2 separate regions of the Sus scrofa genome follow, and region 2 is linked to region 1. Evidence: chromatin contacts called from public HiChIP or PLAC-seq data. All regions are on one chromosome and are shown on one strand. The core of a region is the stretch at or near the end of the contact, and the rest is flanking DNA. Distances in the headings are between cores, read along the strand shown. Region 1 has its middle 110 kb from the start of NIPBL. Region 2 holds the start of NIPBL (nipped-B-like protein).

Region 1 (7,044 bases), core at 3,071-5,570:
TCCAATGCCACATTTCCGATGCCTACTGGACGTGTGCCACCTGGATGATCTGCCAACATCTTCAAGAAACACAGGAAAACGCCAACTGAACTCCTTTCTGACTTCTATTATTGCCATCACCAACTTCCAGGAATTTCTGCTCCTTTCCCTCTTTATCACCAAGGCCTTTGTCCTCGCTTTATTGTATCTCTTGCACCATCTCTTGCAGTGATTCCCTTTTCTGAGGCTGATTGCTATCACATCTCCTTCAGTCATTATTTCCTAGACCATTGAAAACATCTCCCAACAGGTCACCCTAAGTCCAGGCTCTTCTTCAGCCAAGGCACCTACACACACTCCTCTCAGATTCACCTTTCTAAGCGCTGCTTCCACCGTGAATGTTCCTCAGCTCTAAAACATTCCATGGCTCCCTGCTATCACCAGGAAAAAGATTAACTACAAAATCTGGCATTCAAGGCCTTCCACAGTGTGGTCCCTTCCTGTGAATGAATGAACACCCCTTCCCATCTCCATCGTAAGATGATCATCTTATTTACTGCCATCTTGCAACATGCCATGTAAATGCCCATGTGCCCAGCACTTCCTCCTCGGTCCATTTATAGCCACCTTCTAGTTCCAGCATCAAGCCTGACCCTTCTGTTCCTATATTTCCCAATGACTGAAAATATCTTACTTCCCTCAAGAGCAATTACTGTCTCTAGTAGCCCATTCCACATGATAGTTTTACGTTTTTCTTTTTCTTTCTTTTTTTTTTTTTTTTTTTGGTCTTTTTGCCTTTTCTAGGGCCACTCCTGAGGCATATGGAGGTTCCCAGGCCAGGGGTCAAATTTGAGCTATAGCCGCCAGCCTATGCCAGAGCCACAGCAACGCCAGATCCGAGCCGCATCTGCGCCCTATACCACAGCTCACGGCAACACCGGATCCTTAGCCCACTGAGCGAGGCCAGGGATCGAACCCAAAACCTCATGGTTCCTAGTCGGATTCATTAACCACTGAGCCAGGATGGGAACTCCTGTTTTATATTTTTCACTCTTCGTTCCTGTGTATTGTCTTACTCCACAAGGGCATGTGTGTGTGCCTGATTCCCCAGACTCCACAAGGGCAGACATCATGCATTTTACTTCTTTGCCATCCCCCCCCCCGACACACAACAAAAACAATAACCAAAAACATTCATTGAACGTTTACCACATGCTAGGCACTGTACTGTCTTCTAGTATTATCTCACTTAATTCAAACGACACTCTAAAAAGGTTCTTTTTTTTTTTTTTTTTTTTTTTGGCCACACTCACGGCACATGGAAGTTCCCAACCAGGGATCAAATCCAGCCACAGCTGTGACCTACACCACAGCTACAGCAACGCCAGCTCCTTAACCCATAGCACAAGTCATGGATCAAACACACGCTGCTGAAGTGACAATGCTGGAGTCTTAATCCTCTGCACCACAGCAGGAACTCCAGGTCCTATTATTATCTCCATTTTACAGATGAAAAGATTGAGGTTAGAAAGGTTATGTAACTGGCCCAAACCAGCATAACTAGTGAGTGGCCAGTCTGAGACTCAAACACAGGTCCATGGGACTCAGAAATCCCTGCTAATGGTACCTTTTACAGGGTAAGTGATGAGCCCAAGTTTCTGAATTAAGACTATCCCTGCTACCAAAGCAATCGAGTGTGTAGTGGGCCAAATAATGGCTTTCAAAAGTATCCTGATCCTCAGAGCCGGTGACTATTACATTCATGGAAAAGGGGTTTTGTGTCAGATTCCTCATGTATAGAACTGTTAGATGGTGAATTCGGTTGTTTCAAGCCACCAAATTTGTGGTCATTTGTTACAGCGGCAATCAGAAACTAAGTCAGGATGGGTGGGTTTCCAGCTAGCCCTAAACTGTCCTGAGGAATAGGCAATGCTCTGGTGAAAGGTAAATAGGCTGCGTTCTCTAGAACCGGAATATCTTCCTTTCATATCCATGAAAATCCTTCACTCCCAGCATCACCTGTTTCCTGACCCATCCTGTCTGTGCACCATGCTCTGAAAATGGCCTGACCAAGAAGCACATGAAACTCTGAGTGAAAGGCACATGTTAATGACAGAATTCTCCCAGGAGGATTATTATTTCAATCAAAACATGTATGGTGTCCTTTTAAAAATATCATTTCCTAGTGTTTTTAGTCAAAGCATTTCCCATATATTATCCCAGGCATCTGTGCCAGCCTTTAAGTGTGCATAAAAGGCAGTTTCAAGTGCACACCGTGGTTTTTGGATGGCAGCTGTTGAGTCAATTCCAAGAATTTTACTCTTAAGAAGCCCAAATAACACTGCAGAAAAATGCGTTTTTTTCGAAATGGCAGGAAAACCAACAGTTGAGTGTTTTTCGTACTGTCTTCCAGTAAGTGATATGCAGTAGGTAGGTGACGAAAGACTTTAGTATAGACTCACAGATTCAAGTCCCTTATAAATGAGCCACCCTGACCCCGTGGCTTTGCCTGATGAGTTTTCTAGGGTCTTTAGCCATGTCTAAGGTGTGGGCACACCTGGCAAGGTAGTGGTGTGGACCCACTGATGAGGTTGGAGCTGGGATCCACACTTCTAATGCCTCATTCCCTGTCCAGCTGTCTTTGACCGACTTCCCATTACCACCTGGTCCCTCACCCCCTCAGCCACTTCCCTTCTAAATCAATAATGAGTCCATTACTTAGCTAGGCTCATTTTGATGTTTACGGGCCTGCAGTAATGGAAATAAGAATAGCTATGGCCCTGCTCTGTTCCAGATACTTTACATGCACATCTTCATTTAACAGGTAGTTTAGCAGCAGTGGTTAGAGCATAAACTCTGGAGCTAGACCACCTTGTTTCAAATCCTCGCCCTACCACTCATCAGTGTGACCTTAGGCACATTCGTGAACATCTCTAGGACTCTTTTCCCATCTGTGAAATGGCAATTTAAAAATGCCCCTTTTGGAGTTCCCATCGGGGCGCAGTGGTTAACGAATCCGGCTAGGAACCATGAGGCTGCAGGTTCGATCCCTGGCCTTTCTCAGTGGGTTAAGGATCCGGCGTTGCTGTGAGCTGTGGTGTAGGTGGAAGATGTGGCTCGGATCTGGCGTTGCTGTGGCTCTGGCTTAGGTGGGTGGCTACAGCTCTGATTAGGCCCCTAGCCTGGGAACCTCCATATGCCGCAGGAGCGGCCCTAGAAAAGGCAAAAAGACAAAAATAATAATAATAAAAATAAATTTAAAATGCCCTTTAGATTCTGCGTTGCCATGAGCTGTGGTATGGGTCACAGAGGCATCTCAGATCTGACAGATCTGGCGTTGCTGTAGCTGTAGGCCAGCAGCTGTAGCACGGATTAGACCCCTAGCCTTGGAAGCTCCATATGCCCTAAGTGCAGCCCTAAAAATAAAAAAATAAATAAAAAATAAATAATAAAATAAAACGTGCCCCTTTATAAGGTCATTGTGAAGACTGTTTAGAAGAATCCCCTAACACAGTCAATACCACTCAAGTGTGTTCGCGCTTCACGACCTTGTGAGGCAGGTGTAACACCGCAGCTCAGACAAGTATCAACATGCCCAGGGTCACAAAATTTATGATTTTGAAGCTAGATCATTTTGTCTGTAAGGCCATGTATTTCCTCTCCTGCCTCACTATCTCGCTTTCATCCCTGATTCCCCCAGAACCACCTTCATCCTGCCCACCTAAAGATGAAACAGGTGGTCTCCCGCGCTCCCTCTCCAACTCCAGAAGCTCCCAGGAACCCTAGAGAAAACCAGAAAAACTGAAGGGCGCCCTCTCTCCCGCCCTCGATGTGCCCTTAGGAGAAGCCAACATATCTGCTGTTGGCCGTGCGCGCGGGTCCCAGGCACGGCGAGTCCCCTTTTCTTTCTTTCTTTTTTTTTAATTTATTTTTTTTTCCCACTGTACAGCAAGGGGATCAAGTTATCCTTACACGTATACATTTTTCCCCCACCCTTTTTCTCGAGTCCCCTTTTCTGAGCTGCACTCAGACTCGAGAGGGTGAGAGGCTCGTGGGGGCGCAGCGCGCATAGCGCGCGCACCGCGGGGCAGCCTCGCCGCCACTGCTGCCCGAGTGCCGCCTGGTGGGAATCCCTCCCCAGCTGGGGAGGAAGGCAGTTGTTTTCTCCTAGTGGAACGTTCCACTTGAAATCGTTCCACAAGGGCTGTTCTCGCCTCCGACTCCGGGAAGAACTGTAATTAACACAGCAACAAACGCCCACGACGCTAACTGGCAAAGGGAGTGTAACACGAGCCGCTTCTCCAACCGAACTGGGCCAATTGCTTTCCCTCCTTGCCTCCCCATTTGGTCTGTTTTGGTTCCGCAGTTATCCAACTGTGGCGTTTCTTACAACATGTCAGTGGCTGGTGTTTGTGTTTGGGGTGGAACAGTTTCACACACGTCGCTGGAGACGGTGCTCGACCAGCTGCTGTGCTGGGTCCCTGCTTTCTGCGGCTTCGGGAGTGTCAGGTAGAAAAATGAAGAAGCGACTAGAAGGTGGGAAGGAGGATGGGGAAGGACGCCTGCCTTCTCCGAACGTCTGAAGTTGGGTCGGTAGCCTCCCGCGAAAGGGGACGGGTAAAACCGGTCTGCACAGTCTCAGCGGAGAGCGATTGCAGACGTCCCAAGTGAGTCTCGTCGTGGGCTCCTGGGGACTGCGTTCACCTGGCGGCTGCGCTGCGACTCTGGCTCGGGGCACTGAGGCGACCAGAAAAGGGAGAGGGTAGGCCCTCGCGGGTGCTGCAAACAGCGCCCCGAGGCCAGCCAGGCTCGGCCATAGGCGGGCTAGTGGAGGTGAGAGTGGGGTGGGGTGGGGGTTGGGGAGCAGCCAAGGATGCAGGGAGTGCTCTGACTCCTTCATCTACCGTTATCAGGGTTTGCTCTCTGATGAGGCCACTGCAAATACCTTGCTTAGGCCAAGCGTGGTCCACCGGCCGGCAGCCCCGGCGTCACGTGGGAGCTTGTGCCATTCAGCATCTCAGGCCCTGCCCCAGACCTACTGATTCGCAGTCTTCTCTTGAACAAACTCCTAGGTGATTTCTAGACACCTGCAAGTTTGTGTAATGTGTATGCCTTTCTCTGCCACCTTTCCATCAGTGTCCTGCCGTGTTAACACATTAACTTCAAATTTTGTGGCAAAGACATGGCTTTTGGAGAAATGTAGCTCTTCTCTCCGATAAAAGTCTGCACCAGTTTGATGCTTAGCAAGAGCTCTCAGCTGATTACCGCTAAGGGGTCAAGAGTGGAAGGAAGGCAGAGCCTGCTCTACAGTCCAACCTGGAAAAACTCAGAGACTGGATGGGGAGCCAAAACCCAAACGAGAGGTACTGAATAACTACACAATATCGTAATTCAAGAGGTTAAACACGGCAGAATAACTCATACGAACAGCTTAAACAATAGTGCTACATTATTTAGTAAATTCACTAAATTCACTGTACCACCAGTTTTGTGTGTATCCTCTCTATATAGATCATATGTACACACATATATATGTTTATGTATGTATTTTATATATATATATAAAATACACACACTCACACACAGAGAAAGGTGGAGGGATACACAGAGAGACAGAATATATATTCTAACCTAGTGTCTCACACATAGTAGGTGATCAATATGTATTGAATCAATAGCTGGATCCTGTTACAACATATTCTCCCAGAAAGAGAAGAATTTTGTGTTTTAAACCAAACCAGCATAAATCTGTTTTAAAATAAAATGTAGTACCAATAAGCAACAGTCCATTTAATATGTCCTTTAAAACATTAATTATACACACATCCATCATAGATACATGGTCCCCATTTGAACACCATGGATTGTAGGAGCTCAGAGGGCGTCTTCAAATCCTGCTGAGTCGGACGGGTCAGAATAACCCCACATGCTTTCTGCTTGTCATTAAGACCTCCCAGGCCTCAGGACCCACATAGATCACAGACCATAACATCTTTCAGAGTTGTTTTGGTCCCACAAGTTATCAATGGCTAAGCAGAACGTTTTCAAACTGAGGCTTCACACTGGATGACCTGTGTTAGCTCTGATTTATTCTGCCAAGTACTCAAGAGTTCCCTAACGGGGCACTCAGTCGTGCATAGTGAGTACCAGAGAGAAGCAGGGGCAGGACAGCTCTCATCTCTTGGTGGTTAGAAGGATCTTTACAATTTTAAAATTCCTTTTTTTTTCTCTGCAATGTTTTGTTGGCATTACTGCACCAAGAGATGAGGGGTGCGCCACTCCTGCTTTTTGGTACTTGCTCTGCACAACTCACATGGCAAAGTGCCTCCTTAGGGGAACTGAGTACTTGGCAGAATAAACTGGAGCGATTAGAGGCCATTCAGCACCATCTCCTTGAGATACAGGTGAAAAAGAATAAAGATGATTCTACCTAGCACAGTTGGGGCAGAGACTGGAAAAAATATCTCTACACAGCATCCAAATTAGACTTTTCAGTTTTACAAAAGTTACACTTGTTTCACAAGGAGAGTCCAGCAGAGCCTATCTGGATACGCTGTCTAACAAATTCTGTTGGGTAAAAATGAACTGTCAAACACTGATGATTAATGAAAAATCATTAGGGTGTTTCTACATTCTGAAAGTTTTCTTTGCCTCCACCCTTACATTAAAATAAAATCAAAATTTCTTCCCAAAACTTCCAGGAGAGAGGAGCAGCAAATATCCAACCTGGCAGAGAGTAATTCATTTTTACTGGCAGTCCACACAGTTACTTTTTTTTTTTTTTTTTTTCTTTTTAGGGTCGCACCCATGGCATATGGAGGTTCCCAGGCTAGGGGTCTAATCAGAGCTATAGCTGCCGGCCTACACTACAGTCACTGCCATAACAACGCAGGCTCTGAGCCGCATCTTTGACCTACACCACAGCTCACGGCAATGCTGGATCCTTAACCCACTGAGTGAGGCAGGGATCGAACCCAGAACCTCATGGTTCTTAGTCGGATTCGTTTCCGCTGAGCCACATGGGAACTCCACATACGGTTACTTTCACTGGTACCGTTTATTTTA
Region 2 (7,044 bases), core at 2,633-5,132, 110 kb after region 1:
ATTAGAGGCAAGAAGGATTAATGAAAAGACAAAGCTTATTCCCAAAGGCTAACATGAAGAAAGTCATCCAGGGAAAAAGAACCACTCATTTCTATCATCTTAACAAAAATGGATAAAATATGTTGAATAATCATAAACACTATCACAAATTTGATTAAGGTATTTACTTTGAAAACTTGAAATAAAAACATTTACAGACTGATATTTTTGTAGCTCAACTTCCGATCAACAGCTATAATTAACTCTTTATCAAAGTTAAAATAAGCCATCCTAAAAGTAACTTTAATTATCCTCTGCATGAAATAATTTTGGTAGTTTGAAATAATCTACAGAATATACATACGTCTTTTACTTTTAAAAATTTGTTTCTGTAAGTTAATTTTATCACTAACAAATGACAGAACTTGTAGGCATAAAATAAGATTTTCTAAAATTTTTCATTTCTATCATTTTATGACAGATTATCTTGAAGATAAAATATTTTCAATAAAATTGATAATTTGCCAATTGTACCAGTTCTCGATGATATTCAAGTTAATACTTAACATCCATTTTAAAATATCTTATCAAATTGTTTGCAGTTTACTAATCAAGGATATATATGGGAATACCCAGAAATAATATTAATAATTATTAAAATAGTTATTTAATTTAATAACTGGCAAATAAAATGAGTAGTGCAACTCAATACTTAAAGCAAGGAGGCAGTATTAGTTTCGATTAAAAAGTTTATTGGGCTACCCTACAAACTAAGAATTGATAAATCAAGGATATAACAATAAAACATAAGGCCACCATAAATCAATTGATTTTGGACATAAAGATTTCCAAATGTAAGAGTAAAATAAATGGATGGTATTGATGAAAATATTAGGCAAAACAAAACCCAAAACCAAAAAACAGGGCAATTTAATAAACACTAAGATATTAATAGATCTTACACAAGATCTCAATTTGTATACTTTAGGCAAGCAAAACAATTAATTTAATGGAGAAATGCACGGATATGCATTAAAACAATTTCATTATCTCTACGATTTGGAAAAAAAATTGGTATAAACTGTACACAAGTTAAAACACTTAAAGGCAGAGACTATTTTTATTTACCATAGTATAGAAGGTGCCCATCATAAAGCTGATTCTAGCACCTAGTAAGTCCTTAATAAGTAAATGAGGGAAGGAACTGAAAAATATCTGAAACTTTAAATGCTACAATAATGCCAAGAATTTTGTTACCTAGACATGCAAAATTATCAGTTTACCAGAAACATTTAAGTATATAATTGTACTTCTCTGAGCAAACTGAAATATTAGTGTTTTGAAATTGAGTGAAAAACAATTCTGAGCCAGCTGTATATTACTTAAAACTGTTCTCAAGATTAATAGGTAAACTTATAATGAACAAACTTGGATTAAACAATGTTTAATTAATTGATGGTTATAAAATACCTACCAAGACCGTCCTTTGTCAAAAAAATTCCATACATAAAATATGATTATTTGTAATACCACTGACAAAGTCTTATAGCATAGTTGTTCGTATACTGACATATGTATTTTAACATAAATACCCTGTCTATCCAACCACCAGGAAATAAAATCTCTCCACCTGTTTCAGTTTTCAAAAAAAAATTATCAATTAATTTATTGGTATACCTGGTGCTATCATAAAGTAAATGTAAATGAACAGCAAACTAAAAGATGAATTAAAATATCCACACTAAGCCTGACTTCAGCTTTCACTGAACCTTTTCTCCAGAAGGAAACTGTAAAAATAAATCTCACTAGCGTTTGCTTTGCTTGACAGCATAATTGAGTAGTAACCAAAATAGCCGTATGTGGTCCTTTAAGCTTCAGAAACGCGCACCTTTTGAATCATCGTGCCGGGCACTTTGTACCTGACACAGATTTGCTGAATGAACTTTTCCAGTAATGCTGGCTTTGGGCTAAGCCAACCAAATTTTCAGACTTTAGTGAAAATAGCATTTTTCAAGAAAGAGGGCAGACAGGATGAAGAACGAAGTTTGTGACTCAGGAAGAAAGCTAACTTGCCCAACATGAATATGATCATATAATCTAATAATGGACTGTCCACTAGCAAGCCCATTTACAGAAACCTAAAAACAAATAATTATCACTATTTTGAGGGCTTCTGGTGTTGTGGAGGGCTTTCAATGTCTAGAAGTAGTGTGTTTTCCTAGAAGTTTGTAATAAACTTGCATTTTTTTCCCTAGTATTTTTTGTTTTCAGAAATCTTTCATAAAGTTCTCTCACATACCCATGTAAGGGACAGAGATGGGAAGTTAGTGTGTGTGGCGGGGGGGGGCCGCCAAGGCCCTTATAATTGTCATTCATTAACCAAATATTAAGCATCTACTGTGTGTGTAACATTATTTTCTCCCTAAAACATCAGTGGAGAAAAACAAAACCTCATGCCCTCCTGGAGTTTACTTACATCATTCTCCTAGGAGCTTCCTCCCCCCTTCCCCTCCCCACCGCGCGCACGGCCTTGGGGCTGCGGTCAAAGCTTTGGCTTTTACTCTCAGCTAGATGCCGAGCAATTGCAGGGCCTAGAGTAAAAGAGCGACAAGATCCGATTTAATCCTTTGAGAGATTTTTGAGGCAGAAGGAATAACCTGTAGGCAAATTTTCCTATTTACTTTTGGCGTAATGGTACACATACAAATACATAAACAATATAATTTACGTACGACTCAACGAAATGCAGAAAAGTATACCACAAATTCCGTCCTATTTGAGTAAAATTCTCTTACCTATGCACTTTTTACCTGAAGAATAGCCCCCTTGTAATTTACATTAGTAAACGTTAATAGTGAACTGCGGAACGATAAAGTTAATTCATGTGTTTCAGTAAGAGACACAAAGGGCGCGGTACACATAATCGCATCTGTTCTCCAGCCTTGGCCAGTGGTACCTCACTGTTTGAAACGCAAAGAGGAAAACGGTGTCTGAAATCGGCTGGCCCCAGGCCCACCCGCGGCCCGCATTCCGCCGGCTCTCGTCGCGCGCTCGGCTCCACCCACACCTAGTGGGGGGCGCGGACTCGCGCGCTCCGGGCCCGCTGAGCCGGCTCCTGGCTCGAACAGCGTCGCCTACAGGCCTTTATCCCGACTGTTAGGCAAGAGCCCAAACCGCCGCCAACAAAAAGCAAGACCAGAAAAGACCACATATTTCCAGAAATAAATGCATCATAAACGCGACTCCAATTCAATCCAGCTGAGAATCTTCTTCTCCTCCAAGGGGTGCGTTCTTACTCCGCAGAAATAATGCAGAGACGGGCGTAAAGTTCGGCCTCTCAGAAGGAGAGAAGGGCGTACATTACGATACATCCATCCACCCGGCTGCAGGGAAACCATTTAAAAAATGCACGGTAGCCGTCGGATTGCGGGCGTCCTCTATGGGGCCGCCCCGAGCTCGGCTCCCGAGAGCTAATGACGAGCAGCTGCAACGGCGTGAGCGGCCTACGAGCCGGTCCGGACCTGAGCGCCCCCCACGCACACGACCACCACCGAACTCGGGGCCCGCTCCGGTCGGCCTCCAGGAAAATAAAGAACAGGAAGACCCGGCCCGTCCGTGCCGCAGCGAAAACGCCGCTACGTAGGATCGACAATAAAAGGCAACATCCACAGCCGCCCTGAGGAGGAGAAAGGCGCAGAAGAGAACCACCGCCTGCTCTCTGCCGGCTGCCGGCCGCCGCCGGGCCGGGGTGCGGTGCGGAGAGGCGCGGGCCGTGCAGTCCGGCGCGGCCGAGGACGCGAGCTGAAGTGGTGGCGGCGGCGCGGCGGTGGCGGAAGTGGAGTGGGGAAGAGGGGGTGGTTGTTAGTGTTTGGCGCCGGCGGAGGGAGTCATTCCTGCAGCTGCACTTCCGGTCGGCATTTTGTTCTGCGAGGGAGAGACGGAACGAGAGAGAGAGACACACACAGGGCTCCTTTCCCCCCCGCCCTCCCCCCCTCCCTCCGTCGGTACCGACTCACCCGACACCACCAAGCCGCAGGGAGGGACGCCCCCGCCGACAGGAGGATTGGTTCCCGGGCCGGCGGCGATGCCCCCCCGGTAGCTCGGGCCCCTGGTCGGGTGTTTGCGAGTGTTTCTATGTGGGAGAAGGAGGAGGAGGAGGAAGAAGAAGCAGCGATTTGTCTTCTCGGCTGGTCTCCCCCCGGCTCTACATGTTCCCCGCACTGAGGAGACGGAAGAGGAGCCGTAGCCACCCCCCCTCCCGGCCCGGATTATAGTCTCTCGCCACAGCGGCCTCGGCCTCCCCTTGGATTCAGACGCCGATTCGCCCAGGTAAATTCCTGCTCTTTATTTCGGCGGCGGCGGCGGCGGCGCCAGGTCCTCAGCGTCTCTCCTCCTCGCTCCCCTCCCGGCCGTTTCCTTAGCGGCCCCAGGTCTCCTCCACGGGCGAGTCTAGAGTTCGCTCCTCTCTGGTGGCAGCCGCCCTGGGTGGCGGTGGTTTTGTACCCTCTCCCGGCCGGCTCCGGTGGCGGGGACTGGGCTCCTGCCGGGCGGCCGGGGAGGCGTAGGCCCGGCGGAGAGTGCAGGCCGCGGGCCAGCGGAATCTACTTGAGCTCGGGGATTAGGAGAGCTCCGGGCTGAGCGGAGCTACTGCTGGTCGGTGACAGGCCTCGCCCGGGAGAAGAGCCGTAGCTAGTGAGGAGGCGGAAACAATACAACTAACAGCAAATGTGCCCTGATCGTCCCCATATTTACAACTTTCCTGGTCCGGGAGTGGGGAACGTCCCAGTGAAACAAACAACCCCCCTTCTTCCCCCTGTGACCCCATGAAGGGAGGAAGTAGTTTCAGTTAGTGAGACAAATGTAAATACTCAGACACGGATCCAGTGGTAATTCTTTTCCTGTGTAAAACTTGTTTGGACGTTGGAAAGTTAATAAAGACTCATTTTCTTTTTAAAAAGAATTAAATCGTCCACATGAATATTTAATACAGAAAACCATAGTGTGGTAGACACTACATATGACCTCCCCAACCACGCAGAGAGCTTTTATGTTGTTGTTTGACAGTGTGTTGCACATGGACTTTTTATTCAAAGACAAGTATAAAGTACTTGACAGGTTTATCCTGCCACTTTATATTTGTGTGCGTTATATAAGGACAGTTTTAAACGACTTTGCATGAAACACTCAGGTACTTCCTGATCTAAACGTGTAGAAGCTTAGAAAGAATTTTCAATGTTCTGAGAATGGTAGTGACATACAGGTACAACCAATTTTCTTAAAAGGGTAGAAAATAAGTTATGCTTAAAATCCCTGGGAGGTTAAAAAAAAAAATGTACAAGGTGCCATCCTTTCATGTCAGGGCAGATCTTCTTGAGGTCCCAGGATTGCCATTGGCTGTTTGTGCCCATGATGTTTGACTGTGTAATGAGAGAGGTGTCATTTTAATAGGTCAAATGTATCTGTAATGCTGGAGAAAAATACCAGTTCTATCTTAACAAATTCTAGTTCACAAGTAAGTTAAGTGTATAGAGCTTATTTATGGTGGCGTTAGTAGTGTAGGTTGGTATAAGGGAAAAACCAATTTAAAAGTCCTCAGCCATACAAATTGCATAGAAAAATAAATGGACCTGGGTTGGGCTATTTTGATACTTTGTCTCATATTCACTGAAGGAAAACTTTCATTGGTTAAAATGAAGCAACACTGATCAACAACGTCCCTTGTTTTATTAGTGGGTGTTACATATTTTGTGTCTCATTAGATATTATTGCCATTGTAGAATAAGGAAGTTTTCTGAAGATTACTTTTGAGTTTAGCCCTCTGCTTAAAATAAATTGTTGCACATTTCCTGCAAACGTATGAATAAAGTTAAGAAGAGTGAAGTTAATATAGCTGTCACGTACTAGGCATGTTTTTAATGCTATAAATCCGTGTAGTAGTCAGTAGCGTGTCCGTGATTTGTATTGGTCAGGGAGCAGTTTGAATTTTAAAAAGCCTGAAGCTCCTGCTGAGCCCCAATCCCGGCCTCCCTCCCTCCCACTAATCTCCCATTCCTGTCTTTGTGCTGCCTGCTCCTGTTAGACACTGTTTGCTACAGGGCCTCAGGCCTACACTGGGTGGGGGGCACGCGAATGGGGGCTGGGGGGGTGGGGGGGTGTAGAATACCGAAGGGAGGGACTGTTCACTTCTTAAGCGGAGGGTTTGGGGGTGGGGGTGGGGTAAGGGCTTCAATATAAATGTTTAAAAGGCCCTTATATGATCCTGTGATTGTCTTTACAACTTTTATTTAAATATCATAGACTATGTCAAGGGATGAACATACTTCTACTAAAGGTAATGGAAAGAGTTCTGCTTGCTTAGTTTTCATCGACAGGAGCAACTTATCTTTAGCATTTTATAGTTAAGGAGCTTTCTTACACAGATGTTTGAATCAGTATGTTAGATATCTATTTATGTAATTGATTTTTTTTTATTGTGACTTTGGAATTAAAGTGAATTAGTTCTTATCAGATCTTATTTCCTTAATTCTACATATTTAGTAATCTAAGTAATATAGATGGTGCGATAGCTTTCATTAAGATAGCATAAATATTTCTTTAAAGTAGATTGAAAATATTTTCTGTTTGGTCCAAACCAATTAAAGAGGTTATTTTTAAAGGAGAAGACATTGTAAAACTCGAGTAAAACCTCAACTTGAACTTTACATTTTCGATAATTTAGTTGGGAGGAATAATTTGTGTTTCCCTAGAGATTACAAGTAGTCTTCTCTACCTCCCCTTGTACTGGTTGAGATAGTCACCAGTGGCAAATCTTGTATTTCCACTTATTTTTAAAAATTCAGTGAAAGGAGAGAACTCTTAAGTGTTCCAGAAATCTTTTAATTCTGGTTATGTTATTTGGAGAAATATTTCCTAATATACATAAAAGGAATTTCAGCAGTATGGCTTATTGTTTGTTTCTCTTGAGTCTGCAGAGTTACCAATAACTTAGTAGTAATTACTCGAAAAGAAAACAGTTTTAAAGTACATCATGATAGTCTAGTAAATCAAAATTGAGTATTAAATAAT

The links. HiChIP or PLAC-seq counts read pairs in DNA pulled down with a chosen protein or histone mark.
Region 2: a contact with region 1 is called in an H3K27ac HiChIP or PLAC-seq map of skeletal muscle. The contact joins the promoter of NIPBL here to the enhancer-like site in region 1. A contact is called at or near these places in 5 of 5 promoter capture datasets (fetal liver, fetal skeletal muscle, liver and 1 more), 22 of 47 Hi-C or Micro-C datasets (adipocytes, alveolar macrophages, blood and 14 more) and 2 of 2 datasets of contacts at active chromatin or transcription factors (alveolar macrophages and skeletal muscle).

The regions. Positions count from the first base shown.
Region 1 is chr16:22,037,256-22,044,299 of Sscrofa11.1, forward strand. No RefSeq gene overlaps it. Among named protein-coding and RNA genes, the nearest start is that of NIPBL, 110 kb to the right of the region's middle. Within about 2 kb of position 4,321, at least 11 of the 83 cell types and tissues checked have an H3K27ac peak or open chromatin away from gene starts, as enhancers often do. A contact at or near this core is called in skeletal muscle, where this site is marked.
Region 2 is chr16:22,148,587-22,155,630 of Sscrofa11.1, forward strand. It overlaps NIPBL (nipped-B-like protein), which reads left to right and starts at 3,883. Exons shown (of 47, transcript XM_021076592.1): 1 at 3,883-4,308.